2 separate regions of the Mus musculus genome follow, and region 1 is linked to region 2. The links are chromatin contacts, called in public Micro-C maps. All regions are on one chromosome and are shown on one strand. Each heading gives the region's core, a stretch centred on a gene start, on an enhancer-like site or on the middle of the called end of the contact. The rest is flanking DNA. Distances are from core to core; before and after follow the strand shown.

Region 1 (7,510 bases), core at 4,257-6,756, 400 kb after region 2:
TGAAAAACAAAAAGAACCAAAACAAAAACAACAACAACAAAAAAAACCAACCAACCAACCAAACAAACAAAAAACCCTGCACTCTAGCCATTAAACTTCAAGATCTTAGCTACTTTCTAAACAAGTACAGAACATTATAGACATACCAGGAAAGATAGTGGCAGCCAATCTACAACACATGGACCGCAGGACAGTATAAAGCTGCAGACACCATCGGATTTCTGTAGAAGCAGATATGTTAGGAGAGTAAACTAATAGGCAACATCAAAAGTGGAGTCATGACAGTGAGGACCAGCTAGCTATAGTCCATAAACATCTTTTGGAAAGTAAAGGCGTGTGAGTGTGTGAGTGTGTATGTATCTGTGAGTGTGTGTGTGTGACACGTGTGTGTGTGTTGTAGGTTTGTACATAGTCTTGTATGGGGGGGGTGAGAAAAAACCTTTAGTAAACCAGCAAATCACTGATGCTAATGAGTGACAGAGCCATAGCTCAGGATGTTAGGATTTTTGTTTAGTTTTGGTGTTTTGAGACAGTTCTGTGTAGCCTTGGCTGTCCTGGAACTTGCTCTGTAGACCATGTTTCTGCCTCCTGAGAGCTGGGATTAAAGGAATAAGCCACCACCACTACCACCACCATCACTTCCAGCTAAGAAGTTGGTTTTAAGAGGGATGTGTATAGCTGTAAGCCTCTACACTAAAAATGAGAGAGCCCAGGTATTGATTGGTGCCTAGAAACCAAGACTTAATTGTGCTTATCTTGTATCTTTTTGCACAAACACCATTCAAAAATTGCTGAATAAACTCAGATTGTCATGGAAGCTAAAAATTCTTGTTATTTTCCTGACAGTAAATTTATTATCCAAAATGCAAATATGATACAATACTTCCTTCTGTGTCATAGAAGCACCAAAGATACAGAATATGTGAGTGTAGTGAGAATTTTGGTTTCTTTGAAAAAACATAGAAATATTATGGGAATATGTTTTCATTTTAATCCCAGATGTGGGATATGGGGGATGTTTCAAATGGGCCACAGCAGTTGACTATGATTTGTCTAGTGCTCTAACAGGGGCATGATTTTTGTCAGCTGAAGATAGTTTCTTTTCTGCAATTGTGTGACATTTGGAATTCTGGGGACTTTTCAGAGGCTATACAAATGCTAAATAACCTAGAGGTGAGGTAGGGTGGGCTCTTGGTTCTTGGTTGTTTGCTGTTGGTTGCAGTTTGTTAAATAGTCCTATGCAAAGAAGAAATAAAAATAATATATTAGATATGCTGACATTGAAGATCAAAGTTACCCCAAGGAATTTTCCTAATCAACAGGAAGTAGTCTAAGGATAACATTGCCCTCTTTTCCTTTCTATCTTGTTTTTCTCTCCTATCTAGTGTTAGGGGGTTGCAAGAGTGGAAAAAGGGTGGAAAGAGGTGGAAGAAAGAAGAACCCACAAAATAGCAAAAAACAACTACATGTGAGTGTCTACTAATTTTGATGATATTTATAAATACTTAACAGATCTGAATTGTCAAAGGGAGAGAAAGTAATTTACTGAGTAGACTCATGTGTTAGGCATCAGGTTTCGAGATTTACAGCATTTGCCAAAGCAAGTCTACAAGGGAGAATTCCAGAAATAAAATTCAGGATATAAATCTTGAGTCTGTCTTGATAATGCAGACTCAGTGGTTCGGGTAGAGAATGTCTTCCTTCTTCAAGTGCTTGCTTTCCTGGTTTCTCAGTTCTATCAAGTGACTATTTGCTTAAAAATAGGAGAATATCATAATTTAACAGGCATCTGGATATGGCATTATTTCATTTCTACACATCCTACTTTAATTCTACCAACTCACTGAAGTCAAATTATCTACCTTAAACATAGATCTACTTATGACACTCATCTGTCTAGAAATGTCTGTGATTCTTCACTATCTGGTAATAAAACACTTCATTTTGTTCTAACTTCCAGATGTTTCACCCAGGCCATTGCCACAACCAGTCTTGTAGACTCTTTTTTTTTTTTTTTTTTAGATTTATTTATTATTGTATGTAAGTACACTGTAGCTGTCTTCAGACACCAGAAGAGGGTGACAGATCTTATTACAGATGGTTGTGAGCCACCATGTGGTTGCTAGGATTTGAACTCAGGACCTTCAGAAGAGCAGTCAGTGCTCTTAACCACTGAGCCATCTCTCTAGCCCCAGTCTTGTAGACTCTTATTAGCAGTGTTCTAGAGCCCAGATCAAGACTTTCTACAGCATTAACATATTTAAATATCAGTTGCTTTCAACAATATAGCTTAAATTTTTTTCCTGGGTCCAGCGAGATGGCTCAATGAATTAAGACACTCGCCACCAAACCTGATGCCCAGAGTTTAATGCCTAGGACCCAGCTGTAAAAGCAGAGAACCAGGTTATCCTGTGACTTCCACATATACATGGCAGCATATGTGCCTGCACAGACACACACACACAACACACACACACACACACAGAGGCACATGCACATACACATGCACAGGTGCACACACATACACACACACAAACACAATTCCCCTTGAGCCATCACAATGCTGTACTGTGATAACACACACAGGTACACACATACACACACACACAGTTCCCTTTGTTCCATCACAATGCTGCATTGTGATATTTAAAAAGTTTCATAATGTCATCACAATGCTGAACTGCATAATCACAACTGTGTACTCTTCAACCATGCTTTATTATGATGTCATAATGCTGAATAATATCATTGCAAGGCTCTATTGTGCCATTACAATCTCCCATTGTCCTCTCGAAATGCTACATCCTCATCATAATTTTCTAAGTGAAATCAGTTCTCCTGTCTTGCATATGCTCTGATATTATCATGTTATACTGTGAAATCATAACGGTCAGTGGTGACATCGCAACTCTGCACTGTGACATCACAGAGGTCCATTGCCACATTACACTGCTATACTGTGCTTTCCCAGTACTTCCTTTTTTCATCACTATGGCACACTGTGAACTCACAATAACCCATTGTGCCATCACACTGCTTTATGGTGACATCACAGTGATGCATCTTGACATCACAACACTCCTTTGTGACATCAACATGGTACACTGTGAGATCACAGTGATCATTGCACCATCACCCTGACTCACTGTCCCATAAGAACACTGCATCTGACATCACAATGCTTCAACCTGCCAGTATGTCATATTCTGGGGTAGCATGTTCTGAGCCTCAACAAGGTTAGATTTTATTCTAGAATTAGAAAGCAGCCACTAAAAACAAGGGATCTGTTGGGGGATTCTGCTAAAAATTCTTTCATCCACCTGCTCCTACTAAGGTCCCAATAGAAACAGCAGTATGACTCCCCCAAGTTCACTCTGGGGGGGGGCAGTGATTTTATTAGGGTTTACTGACAGAGGATTGGGTGAGGAGTGACAGGCAGGAGTGTGGTGACTTAAAGCAGCCACACTGGAAGGCCTGCACCCAGTGTGGATAATGACTCCCCCACAGCTGTGTAGAAGGCTCTAGTCTTTCCCCACCTATACACTCAGCCCATACTATCTATACACTGAGGCCACATGCAGAATTGCACACAACTGGTTAGAAGGGTTGGCTGATCGCTACAGTGAAAGTCCTATGACCCTGCTTGCCTTTTCTTCTAAGTCAACAAGACCACCTAGATAACCTTTTGTGCACAGACCCAGCCAAACTCCTGAAGATAGTGGCTGTGTGGCTAGGGACAGTCCTATACAACTGTGGAGTGTGAACAGTGGTATATAAGATTTGTCATCACAGGTAGGGAGCATGTCCTGAAGGGTGGAGGACCCATCTATGCCGCCATAGGAACAATGGTGCACATTCCCTTTCTCTTGTTGCAAACAAATACCTGAAAAGAAGCAGAATAAGGGGCAGAGCAGTGGTGGTGCACGCATTCGGTCCCAGGACTTGGGAGGTAGGGGCAGGTGGATCTCTGTGAGTTTGAGGCCAGCCTGGTCTACAGAGCTAATTCTGGGACATCCAAGACTACACAAACAAACCCTATCTCAAACCACCCTACCACCACCAGAAAAAGAAGCATACTAAGAGAAGAAGGAGGGTTTCGGCTTACAGTTTTCAGGGCTGCAGGGTACTGTGACAAAAAGAATTTGGAGTCAGAATCAAATACAAGAGATGAGCTACGCCACAGCATTCCAGCCAAGGATGGCTTTCTGGCGTGATGGGGTCCTGGAAGACTGTAATACAGCGAAGTGTAAGGCGGCCCGTAGCATTTAGGCTTGTGTAAGTGCACTCCACACAGTGTGCACAGAAACAAACCGAACTACACATTTCTAACTGTGACCCCATCTCTAAGGAACACGGGCTCCTTGTGTCTCAGTCTTCCCTCAGAGACCCTGACGATCCACTACCACTCTCAATGTCAGTTCTCTGTCTGTTACACAGACAGTAACACTGCCGATTCATAGAAAGGTGTGGAGGCAAATGGAGCCATATGTGCCGAAGCATGTTTATTCTGGGAAGCCCTGTTTTTACTTTGAAGTGCTAATGGAAATGTGGGGGAAGATCAGAAGATGTTGAAATCCCCGACTTTTGTTTGAATTTGTTGTTGTTGCTGTTAGGATACTCTTATACAGTCATCAGGAGCCAGGTATGATGTGCACGCTTTTAATCCCAGTACTCGGGAGGCAGAGGCAGGTCGATCTATGTGATTTGGAGGCCAGCCTGGTCTACAAAGCAAGTTCCAGGACAGCTAGGACTATTACACAGAGAAACTCTGTTTCAAAACAAAAACAAAAACAAAAACAAACACAAACAAATAGTCATCTCAGGAAAGAGTCAGATGGGTAAGATATCTATTAGGGGTGGGGAAGGCATGCCTGTAAAAGAGAAAGCACACAGAACAGTGGAAGAGAACACCTCTATAAAGATGCCATGAACGGAGAAGCAGAAGGAAGGACAGAGGAGCAAGTATCCCAAACCATCTCAGGACTCAGAAGGTTTGTGGGGTTCAAGGTGAATCTTTAAGCCAAAGTTGTCGGTTCAAGGAGTCTGCACACACACCCCACCCCACCCCCACCCCAATCCCCCGCTCCAACCAGGTTCAGTCACTGGCTGGATAAACTGGGTCTTAACCACAAATCCAGTGGTGGATCTGCAGGCCCTTCAGCTGGGGTTGTCAGTCAAGTCCGCCCCTTGTGGCAGGAGACTTGAGTGACATGTGTCCACAGGTGCCAGGCTATCCACTGGATCCTTCTCCTCCGCCAACACTGCCTTTCTGAGTGCCTCTCCTGTTTTGCCAAATTCCTTAGCAGCCCTGGGCCGCCCACAACGTCCTCAGCAGGAGTTGCACAGAGAAGCTAAAGTACTCCCCCACCCCCACCCACCCCCCCTTTTTTTTTTCTTTTTAGTTTTGTTTTTGAAACCAGGTCTTGTGTACTCCAGGCTGGCCTCAGACTCAGTATGTAGCCAAGGATAACCTGCAACTTCTGATTCTCCTGCCACCACCTCCCTAGTGCTAGGATTACAGGCGTGTTCTGCTCTGCCGGGTTTTACGGGGTGCTGGAGACGGAGCCCAGGACATACTAGAGAAACCCTTTACAAGCCAACCTCGTCTCTCACCCCTAACATACTCTCTTTCCTTGGCTTCAGGGAGGCTAGATGCCTTTGGTAACTCTTCAATTTCACAGAGTGGGAATCCTTGCTAACCCCTTCTTCTTGAAATCTCTGAAAGCCCCCAGAGCTGTTTTCTGCTTTTCTTTATCTGAGCTCATTCCTTTTTACCTCCTTCCACCCACGGCTTACAGTGCTGTGTGTAAGGCAATGGCTCTGTCTCTAGTTGGACCTTTCCCTGAGCTCCAGCCTGAAGAGGACACAGGTTTTTCTAGTAGTTAGAACTCTGATGAGGCTTTGCCTGATGGAACACTACCCACCTACCCACTCTTCTTGCAATCACAGAGAACAATTTTAAGGACAATAGTAGATCTCTCTCTCTCTCTCTTTCTCTCTCTCTCTCTCTCTCTCTCTCTCTCTCTCTCTCTCTCTCTCTCTCTCTCGTGTGTGTGTGTGTGTGTGTGTGTGTGTGTGTGTGTGTGTGTGTGTATAGAATGCAGACATGGACACGATCAATGAGGGAACTAACTCAGGGGGAGAGAATGATGTGACTCAAAGGACAGACCACATCCTGGAATATACACAGACTTAATTTATCACAGAACTAGGTGTCTATGGCCGAGTACCACAGAGGCATTAACAGTGCCCAGCAGAGCACAGCACACAGAATTGCTTCTTCACAGTGTTTAAGCTTCGATGAAAATTAAAAATGTATGTTTACCACGGAAATATGACCTGAAGAAGTTATTCGTTTAGCCAGAGGCCGGTGGGAGAAGGGGCGGCAGGGAAGCGGGAAGGAATTCGGGGAGCAGACACTTGCCGCACAGAAGTAAAGAACCAGTCTGCTCACAAAGCTCCAAGTGACATTTCAGACTGGGTTCCCGAGGGTGTTAGGAGGGGTGACATTTCAGACTGGGTTCCCGAGGGTGTTAGGAGGGAATCACTGTGCAAATCCCCTCGGAGCCTCCAAGCCCTCTGGCAGCAGCCATGGAAAGAGGGATCCTGTACTAATGTTCTAACCATTGTTCTTAAGCACGGTGGGCCAAAGTTCACGAAGCAATATCTGCATGTTTGCACGGAGCAGGAATGAATAATGCATGCAAATTCTGTGCTTTGGGTTCCCTTGTTTAGAAATCTGCCTTGCTTGATTTGTGTGTCCGTAATCTACTTAGGCAGAGACCTTTCCTTGTGTTCTAATATCAAATAGGCTTTAGCTTAGGCAGGTCTAATGGGACCTTGTCATTGGTGGAAGCTTAATAAGGTATCAGGAGATTGCAAGTAAATTTCATTAAGAGGCCATAATCTCTACCTCATGAAAAATTGTGTGTTTAAAAATATGGGGTCAAGATACTCCTGCAATCTGCCATGCAATAGCCTAGAAATACCCTGCAGGGTGACCTGTGTACTCCTAGTTGTGAAAGTACCAGTAAGCTCGGGAGCCCGGACAATCAAGGTATGCCTTGTCCAGCCTCTAAGAGCCGAGGAGAGGATAGCTAAAGTTTGGTAGAAAATTTAAAAGGTGTGCCAGTTGTCTTTGGCCAGTTGGTTTGTTTATTTTTTCTAGAGTTCTAAATGACCACTCCAGTGCTATGCAAGAACTAAGGTGTGGGCTGGATGGGGTGTGCACGCCTGCAATGCTCGCACCATGGAAGCTTAGGCGGAACAGTGAGTGAATCTGAGGCCAGCCTGGGTTACACAGGGACTTCCAGGTGAGCTTGTAATATATAAGGAGACCCTGCTCAGAAGAGAAAAGAAAAGAAAAGAAACGAGGAAAGAAGGAAGGAAGGAAGGAAGGAAGGAAGGAAGGAAGGAAGGAAGGAAGGAAGGAAGGAGAGATTGGGTGCATTCAGGGTAGAGGGGCCAAAACTGACCAACCAACAAACAAACAAACAACCTCACTGCAGAC
Region 2 (7,160 bases), core at 3,583-6,082:
TAATATTGCAAAGCAAGCAGACTGCTCCTGTAGGAAATTGCAGGCTGGGCAGCAATGCAGAAGACTCCACCCTAGGTCAGCTTGGTTGGAGGAAGACCAAACAATTAAGGTCTGTTTAGCCTGCTCAAGGCTCAGGGAAGGGCAAAAGAGAGTTCTAGAAAGTCCTTCTATTGGTGCTCTGCTTGTTGACATAATCATACGGGGCCATTACATATCTATATTCTCATGATTAAGGCATGAAGGGAAGGGAAGGGCTTCATTTATGCTCAGTGCCTAGCTGCCTACAGACCGACCCCCTTATTTTTCCATCTTTGGGAAAGTGGACTGTTTATTTAGAACATGTGTGTTTTCATGTCAATGATTTATTTATTTCCATTTTATGTACATGAGTGTTTTGTCTGAATGTGTGTCCCTGTGCTCCCTGAGTGCCTGGTACCCGGGAAAGCCAGAAAAGGGTGTCTGATTCCTTAAAGCTGGAATTACAGACAGATGTGAATTGACATCTGGGAACCAAACCCTGTGTCCTCAACAAGAGCCACCAGTCCTCGCAGCTGCTGAGTCATCTCTCCAGCCCCCATGTTTTGTTTTGAGATAGGGTTTCATGTATCTCACGCTAGCCCTGAGAACATGTGGCAGAGTGTCCTCCACCTCCAAAGTATTGGAATTACAGACATGCACCATCACATTTGGTTTATGTCATGCTAAGGATTGAGCCCAGAGTCTCATGCACGCTAGGCAAGCATTCTCCCCACTGAGCTACATCCCCTCTCCCAAGAACTTCTTTAGGACAAGCTCAGAGGTGTAAAGAGTGCACACAGCTGGTCAGCATCCCCAATCCCCCAGCCATTCACACCTGTCTTCCTGCTATCTTGTTTCAAGAAGTAACACGGGCTGGAGAGATGGCTTTGTGGTTAAGAGCATCAGCTGCTCTTCCAGAGGTCCTGAGTTCAATTCCCAGCAACCACATGGTGGCTCACAACCATCTGTAATGGGATCTGATGCCCTCTTTTGGCGTGTCTGAAGGTTGTACAGTGTACTCACATACATTAAAAAAAAATTAATTAATTAAAAGGGGGGAGGGCTTAAGAGGGGCTCAGCAGTTAAGAGCACTGACTGCTCTTCCAGAGGTCCTGAGTTCAATTCCCAGCAAACTCATGATGACTCACAACCATATGTAATGGGATTTGACACCCTCTTCTGGTGTGTCTGAAAACAGCAACAGTATACCTCATATAAATAAAATAAATCTTGAGGAAAAAACAAATGAACTAGCAAGCTTAGTGGTAGGGCTCGTAGCAAGCACAAGGTCTTGGGGGAAAATTTTAACATAAGAATTCCCCTTCCCCAGAAAGTGGTGGTACAGGCTATGACTCCAGCTACTCAGGAGCCTGAGGTAGGAGGATCAAGAGTTCAAGGCCAGCCTGGGCAACTTATCCAAGACCCGGTTTCAATTTGAAAAGGAGGTGGGAGGTCTGGGAATGGGGCTCAACATATACAAGGCCCTAGATTCCATCCCTAATAACTTGCATTGCTTTCCAAGGCTTTGCACACTGAAATAAAGTTTCTAGAAATACCTTCTAGTGTACTGGGAAATGGTCACTAAAACCCACCTTGACTGGAATTCACTGACATCATGCTCTCTCTTTGCCCACGATCTTTCTAGAATTTATGCCCAGGACTTCTGGAACAGTGTGCGGATGAGTGTTCAGGACATCGGTCCTGGCACTAACAGTAAATTAACCGCTGGTGATTTTCTCCAGTGACCTCGCTTGTTGAGACAGACTTAAGTCTACGACAATCTTCTCAGCTCTAGGATCCAGAGTGGCATGTCTCCCAGGCATCCGCAGACCAGGAGCTATACACACTTAATCGATGGGAGAACATTTTGTCAATCAATGCGATGGATTCTAAGGCTACTTTGGAATGCAGATGCGGATCCCTGCTCATTTTCAGTGAAAACTTGTCATCAGATGTTGGTGGCGTTGAGTGAAAATGAAGTTAATCTAAAATCCCTGATGGAGCATGCAGACAATTGAGGACAGTTGAATTTAGGGGCTATATGACTTCTCTATATGTCACGGACATTGCTTTCATTCCGTGATACTAGAGATGGAGTGATTGAGGCTCAGTACCATGCTAGGTCAGAGCTGTACAGAGGCAGTGAGGGTATAAGACAATAGGAGAATAGAAGAAACCCACAGTTCTCCTGGCACTAGTGAAGAGAAAGAGAAAGGAAAGAAAAGAATGAAAGGAATAAGTTAAAATAAATAAGTACTTCGGTGCCTACACCAGGCAAACAAGTCTTTTTAATTAAGAAAAAAATTTTAAGCATGAAATGGGAGCAAAGGGGCTTAAAGGCAATTCCTGCCCCTGTGAGATATTTTCACTAAAGAATTAGGACAACCAGGGATTATTGTTTTCTTAAGCTTTTGATTGAAATCGCAGACTTTCATCTCTTCTGCAGTTAGAAAACCCGAGAGGCCAGTGGCTCAACTTCCCTAAGGAGAAACAAAAGACAAAAATAACCCCGGGGTGGCTGAGATTCTTGGGGTGGGTGTGGGATGGGGGTGAGTGTTGGATGGTGGGGGTGTGGGATGGGGGAGTGGGTGTGGGATGGGGGGGAGTGTTGGATGGGGGGGGGTGACCGCCGGTGATGGAGAAGGTGGTTTATCCAATTCTCCTGTTCCTCTCATGGCTAGCCATACAGTCATGGGATAAACCTCTCCACCCTTTCCCCACAGGTTTTCTCCATCCGAGCTGCCCCTCCCCATGTGCTGAGCCCAGATGCTGAGCCCATCAGACCCAGGTTTTAGCAGGAACATGCATCTCCTGCAGGAACGTTCATCTCCTGCAGGAACATGCATCTCCTGCAGGAACGTGCATCTCCTGCAGGAACATGCATCTCCTGCAGGAATGTGCATCTCAGCAGCCTGGTAAAAGAGCAAACCGTTCAGGGCACGGCCAGTCTGCTTCTTTTTTGATACACGCACTCAAGTTTGCTGATCTGAGCTTTTGAACCAGGCATGAGTTTAGCTCCTGGTCAAGGTAAAAAATAATCCACTAAGGTTCTAAACAGTTGTAGGAATTCGATTTCTCTCTTGCCATTGGGAAATAGTGTCTCAGCTGCATGGGAACTCTCTGTGAGATCTACACCGTGGGTGTTATGCAACATTTAAAAATAAAATTTCGGGGCTGGAAAGATGGCTCAGCAGTTAAGAGCACTGACTGCTTTTACAGAGGATCCACCCAGGTTTAGTTCCCAGCACCCACATGGTGGCTCACAACTGTCCTTAACTCCAGTTTCAGGGTATCCAGCATCCTCCAAAAGCACGAAGCATGCACGTGGTTCACATATATGCATGAAGGCGGAAGAATCGTTCACAAAAAATAAAATAAATCAGTCAATCTTTTAAAAACAAGTTCAGAGGCTAGAGATGTTGCTCAGTGAGGAGAATGCTTACCCAGAATGAATGAAGCCCTGTGTTGGGGTCCTAGCGCCATATAAACCTACTGTAGTACATGTCTATAACCCCAGCATTCCAGAGGCAGAACCAAGAGGATCAGGCGGTCAAGATCATTGCTGGCTACGTAGCAAGTTTGAAGCAAAAAAAACTGGGCTACATGAGACCCTCATCTTCTGCCCTAAAAATCGGTATCAATTCACTGGGAGGAATTTCCACAACGCCACTATCATTCCACAAGCAAACCAAATGGCAGAGAGAGCAGGTGGTAGGATCAGGACCCAGTTTTTATAACACAGTCACGGGAAGGGTGACAGACACTCTTGAACCAAAAGGAGCTTTCCATGGCTGCTACCTTGAGCTGCTAGGACAAGCGCCCACACTGAATCTCCTTACGGAAGAGGATACATTTTTTTTTTTTAAGATTCATTTATTTATTATATGTAAGTACACTGTAGCTGTCTTCAGACAATCCAGAAGAGGGCGTCAGATCTTGTTATGGATGGTTGTGAGCCACCATGTGGTTGCTGGGATTTGAACTCCGAACCTTCGGAAGAGCAGTCGGGTGCTCTTACCCACTGAGCCATCTCACCAGCCCAAGAGGATACATTTTGGCTTATGGTTTTAGAGGTTTGGTCCATGGCTGCTTGCTCCTGTGGAGATGAAGTGCTTTATGTCACGAGTACCTGGTAAAGCTAAGGTGCTTACCTCATGGCAATCAGGAGATAGGAGAGAGGGAGGTTGAATCCCTTCATCCCCTTAAAGGGCATTCCTCCAGTGACCTAACTCCTCTCTATATAACTCCTCTCTATAGCAGTCACCTCCTAAAGGTTCTCCAACCTCTCAGTAGCACCACCACGGATACACTGAGTACTTTGTCAACTTGACACAAGCTGCGATGGTTTGAATGAGAATTCCCCCCCCCTCCGCCCCCCATAGTCTCATATATTTGAATGCTTGGTCATCAGGAAGTGGCACTGCTTGGGAGGGATTCAGAGGGGCCCTGTTGGAGAAACTGTATCACTATGGGTGGTCTTTGGGGTTTCAAAAGCTCAAGCCAGCCTCAGAGCCTCCAGAGGTCTTTCCAGCTCACTGTGGATCTGGATGTAGAACTCTCAGCTCCTCTTCCAGTCCCAGTGTCTGCCTGCATGCTGCCATGCTCCCCACCATGATGGTAATGGACCAAACCTCTGAAACTGTAAGCAAACCCCAATTAAAAGTATCCCTTTATAAGGCAGTGCTACCCCTGGCCATGTGGTTCTGAATTCTATAAATAGAAGGAAACAAACAAACAAACTGAGCAAGACATATTGTGGTGGACATGGTCAGGATGTGTAAGCCAAATAGACTTTGTCCCGCTTAGTTACTTTCAGTCATGGTCTTTACCACAGTAACAGGAAGCAGAGTAGGACAGCTGGAGACTAAGCTTTTAACGTGTGGCCTTCAAGACCCAAACCTTACCAGACAAAAGGAAAAGAATGTTCCAAAGAAAGCCATTATACACAGAATCTAAGGGCAGATTCTCGCACAAAACTCAAAATTTCAAATGCATGCATAGTGTAGATACAATGTTGTGTACATTGTGTAAAGTTTGCCCTTGTGTTATTCAAATGCTGACTTCTCTGCCCTCGTATCTTGTTTCAATCCAGAAATGGCATTGTAATGCGTACGCCAAAATCTCCTGTCTCAAGTTTGTGTAAGCAGTTCTTACCATTCATTCTCTGCCTTGTCAATAAATGTGATCACCCAGTGGCTGGGCAGAATAGAGAATAGGGTGGGATGTCCACTAGCGAGAGGGAGGACATCAGGAGGGTCAGGAGGCCAGATGCACCGTGAGGATGGAGGACTTGGAGCCATGAAGAATGAGTTCAAAGAGCCAGATCAGTAATAATATGCAAGTATCATGGGATGGTCTGGGAGGTAGCCAGATGAGCACAGACAGTAAAGAAATCATTTGATTGTTCAGCTACTGAGGTGCAGTTTTAAACAAATCTTGATTTCTCTGAGGAGTTACTGGGGACTAACATAAGGTAAAGACATACAGCTGCAGGGTTAGTTCACTGCTTACATTTATATTGAGGATGATTTACTTTCAACATAGGATTGAGGAAACAGTGCAGGGGAAGGACCTGTAGTGTGAGCATGGAGACCTGAGTTCCACACCCAGCACCCATGTAAAAAACACTTGGAATCTCAGTCCTGGGGACGTGGAGACAGGTGGACTCCTGGGTCTCACTGGCTCACCCGCCTAACCTAACAGGCAAGCTCCAGGCCGATGAAAGAGTCTTATCTCAAAAACCAAGGTGGAAGCTCCTAAGTTGTAACCCCAGAGGTTGACTCCTGGCCTCCACGGGCAAGCACATACACACATGCACATGTACCACCACCCCAGCACACATAAAATACACGCAACACATACACAAACACTTGAAGGGGTCAACCTTGGAGGTTTTTTAAAAGAATTATTTATTTTATGTATGTGAGTACCCTGCTGCTCTCTTCAGAAATCCCAGAAGAGGGCCTCAGATTCCATTACAGATGGTCATGAGCCACCATGTGGTTGCTGGGAATTGAACTCAGGACCTCTGGAAGAGCAATCAGTGCTCTTAACTGCTGAGCCACCTCTCCAGCCCAACCTTGGAGTTTTAAAGTAAGTGTGGTACAGATGCACAGAAACGGCTGTACCACAGCTGTGATGGTGATGGAAGGAGAATTCGGTCTGACCTGGTGAGGGGCAGCCTCAAATTACACTGGCAAAAAACAAGCTCGACTCTTCTCTTGGTTTGGTCCTCCCTCATCCAATCTTGCTTCTCTTCCAACCCTTCCTCTCTTCACTGTCCCCTCCTCCTTTAGAGATCTTGCCCAGGCTGTGGCCCATTCTTTACCCAGGCCTGAATCACCTCCAGAGACCAGTGAGCCTCATCTCTTCCTACCTCTACCAGGATCTGGAGATATGAGTTACTTATCCAAAGTCACAAATTGGCACCCTTCTCCAAATAGGTCTTAGAAACTAATTCAACTACCAAGGCCAATCTTTCTTTCTTTCCTGCAGGAAGAATATCTTGTGGGAAGGTTTTCATAATTCAGTTAGCTCATAATTCCCCACCAGAAAACAGACTTTGAAGCAGCTGGCTGCCATGTTTATATGGAGCAGGTCAGCTCTGGTTTCCTGGGAGCCCACCATCACCCACATATTTGCTCCTTCCAGAAGCTCCCCGCCCTCACACACACACATGTGCTCGTGACACACACACACACACACACACACACACACACACACACACCACGGCCAGGAAATTCCACCTCCCTCCCACTCCACCCATCCCCATATTTGTTCTTTGATTGTCTCAGAGATTCTGACTCCTCAGGAGCAGACTGGCCCTTTGACCACAGTGGGGAGGGGCCTCTAAGAGACAAGTGCTCTTTCCTCTCAACCATCCCTGTGGTTCCATGCAACTTTTATATGCAAGGCAGGTGACAGAAGGCAATACCCTGCCCAAACCTCTTCTTTACATACCATGAAAAGTCCAAGGAACTTTGAGGGTCTTCAAGAAAACCAGAAACACCCCATCTGCTGTCCACTTCTCATCCACTTCCACTGGGCAGCTGTTGACCTGAGGCTTAGGTTTTGAGGTCAGTGGTTCACATAAGCCACCCATAATTTGAAGAGTGGGTCTTTCCTCTCTGGCTAAGCAGAGC

The links. Hi-C and Micro-C count contacts between places; a contact is called where the count stands out from the background.
Region 1: a contact with region 2 is called in a Micro-C map of muscle stem cells, with 4 times the contacts expected there. The contact joins two enhancer-like sites. A contact is called at or near these places in 3 of 39 promoter capture datasets (the C10 cell line, embryonic stem cells and hippocampal neurons), 3 of 15 datasets of contacts at CTCF or cohesin (embryonic stem cells, large pre-B cells and stem cell-derived epiblast-like cells), 21 of 484 Hi-C or Micro-C datasets (B cells, the C10 cell line, the CH12 cell line and 11 more) and 2 of 115 datasets of contacts at active chromatin or transcription factors (both in embryonic stem cells).

What each region holds. Positions count from the first base shown.
Region 1 is chr9:72,212,270-72,219,779 of GRCm38.p6, forward strand. It overlaps a transcript of Gm27188 not described here. Among named protein-coding and RNA genes, the nearest start is that of Gm27188, 37 kb to the right of the region's middle. Within about 2 kb of position 5,507, at least 17 of the 459 cell types and tissues checked have an H3K27ac peak or open chromatin away from gene starts, as enhancers often do. A contact at or near this core is called in muscle stem cells, where this site is marked.
Region 2 is chr9:71,815,484-71,822,643 of GRCm38.p6, forward strand. No RefSeq gene overlaps it. Among named protein-coding and RNA genes, the nearest start is that of Cgnl1, 47 kb to the left of the region's middle. Within about 2 kb of position 4,833, at least 1 of the 459 cell types and tissues checked has an H3K27ac peak or open chromatin away from gene starts, as enhancers often do. A contact at or near this core is called in muscle stem cells, where this site is marked.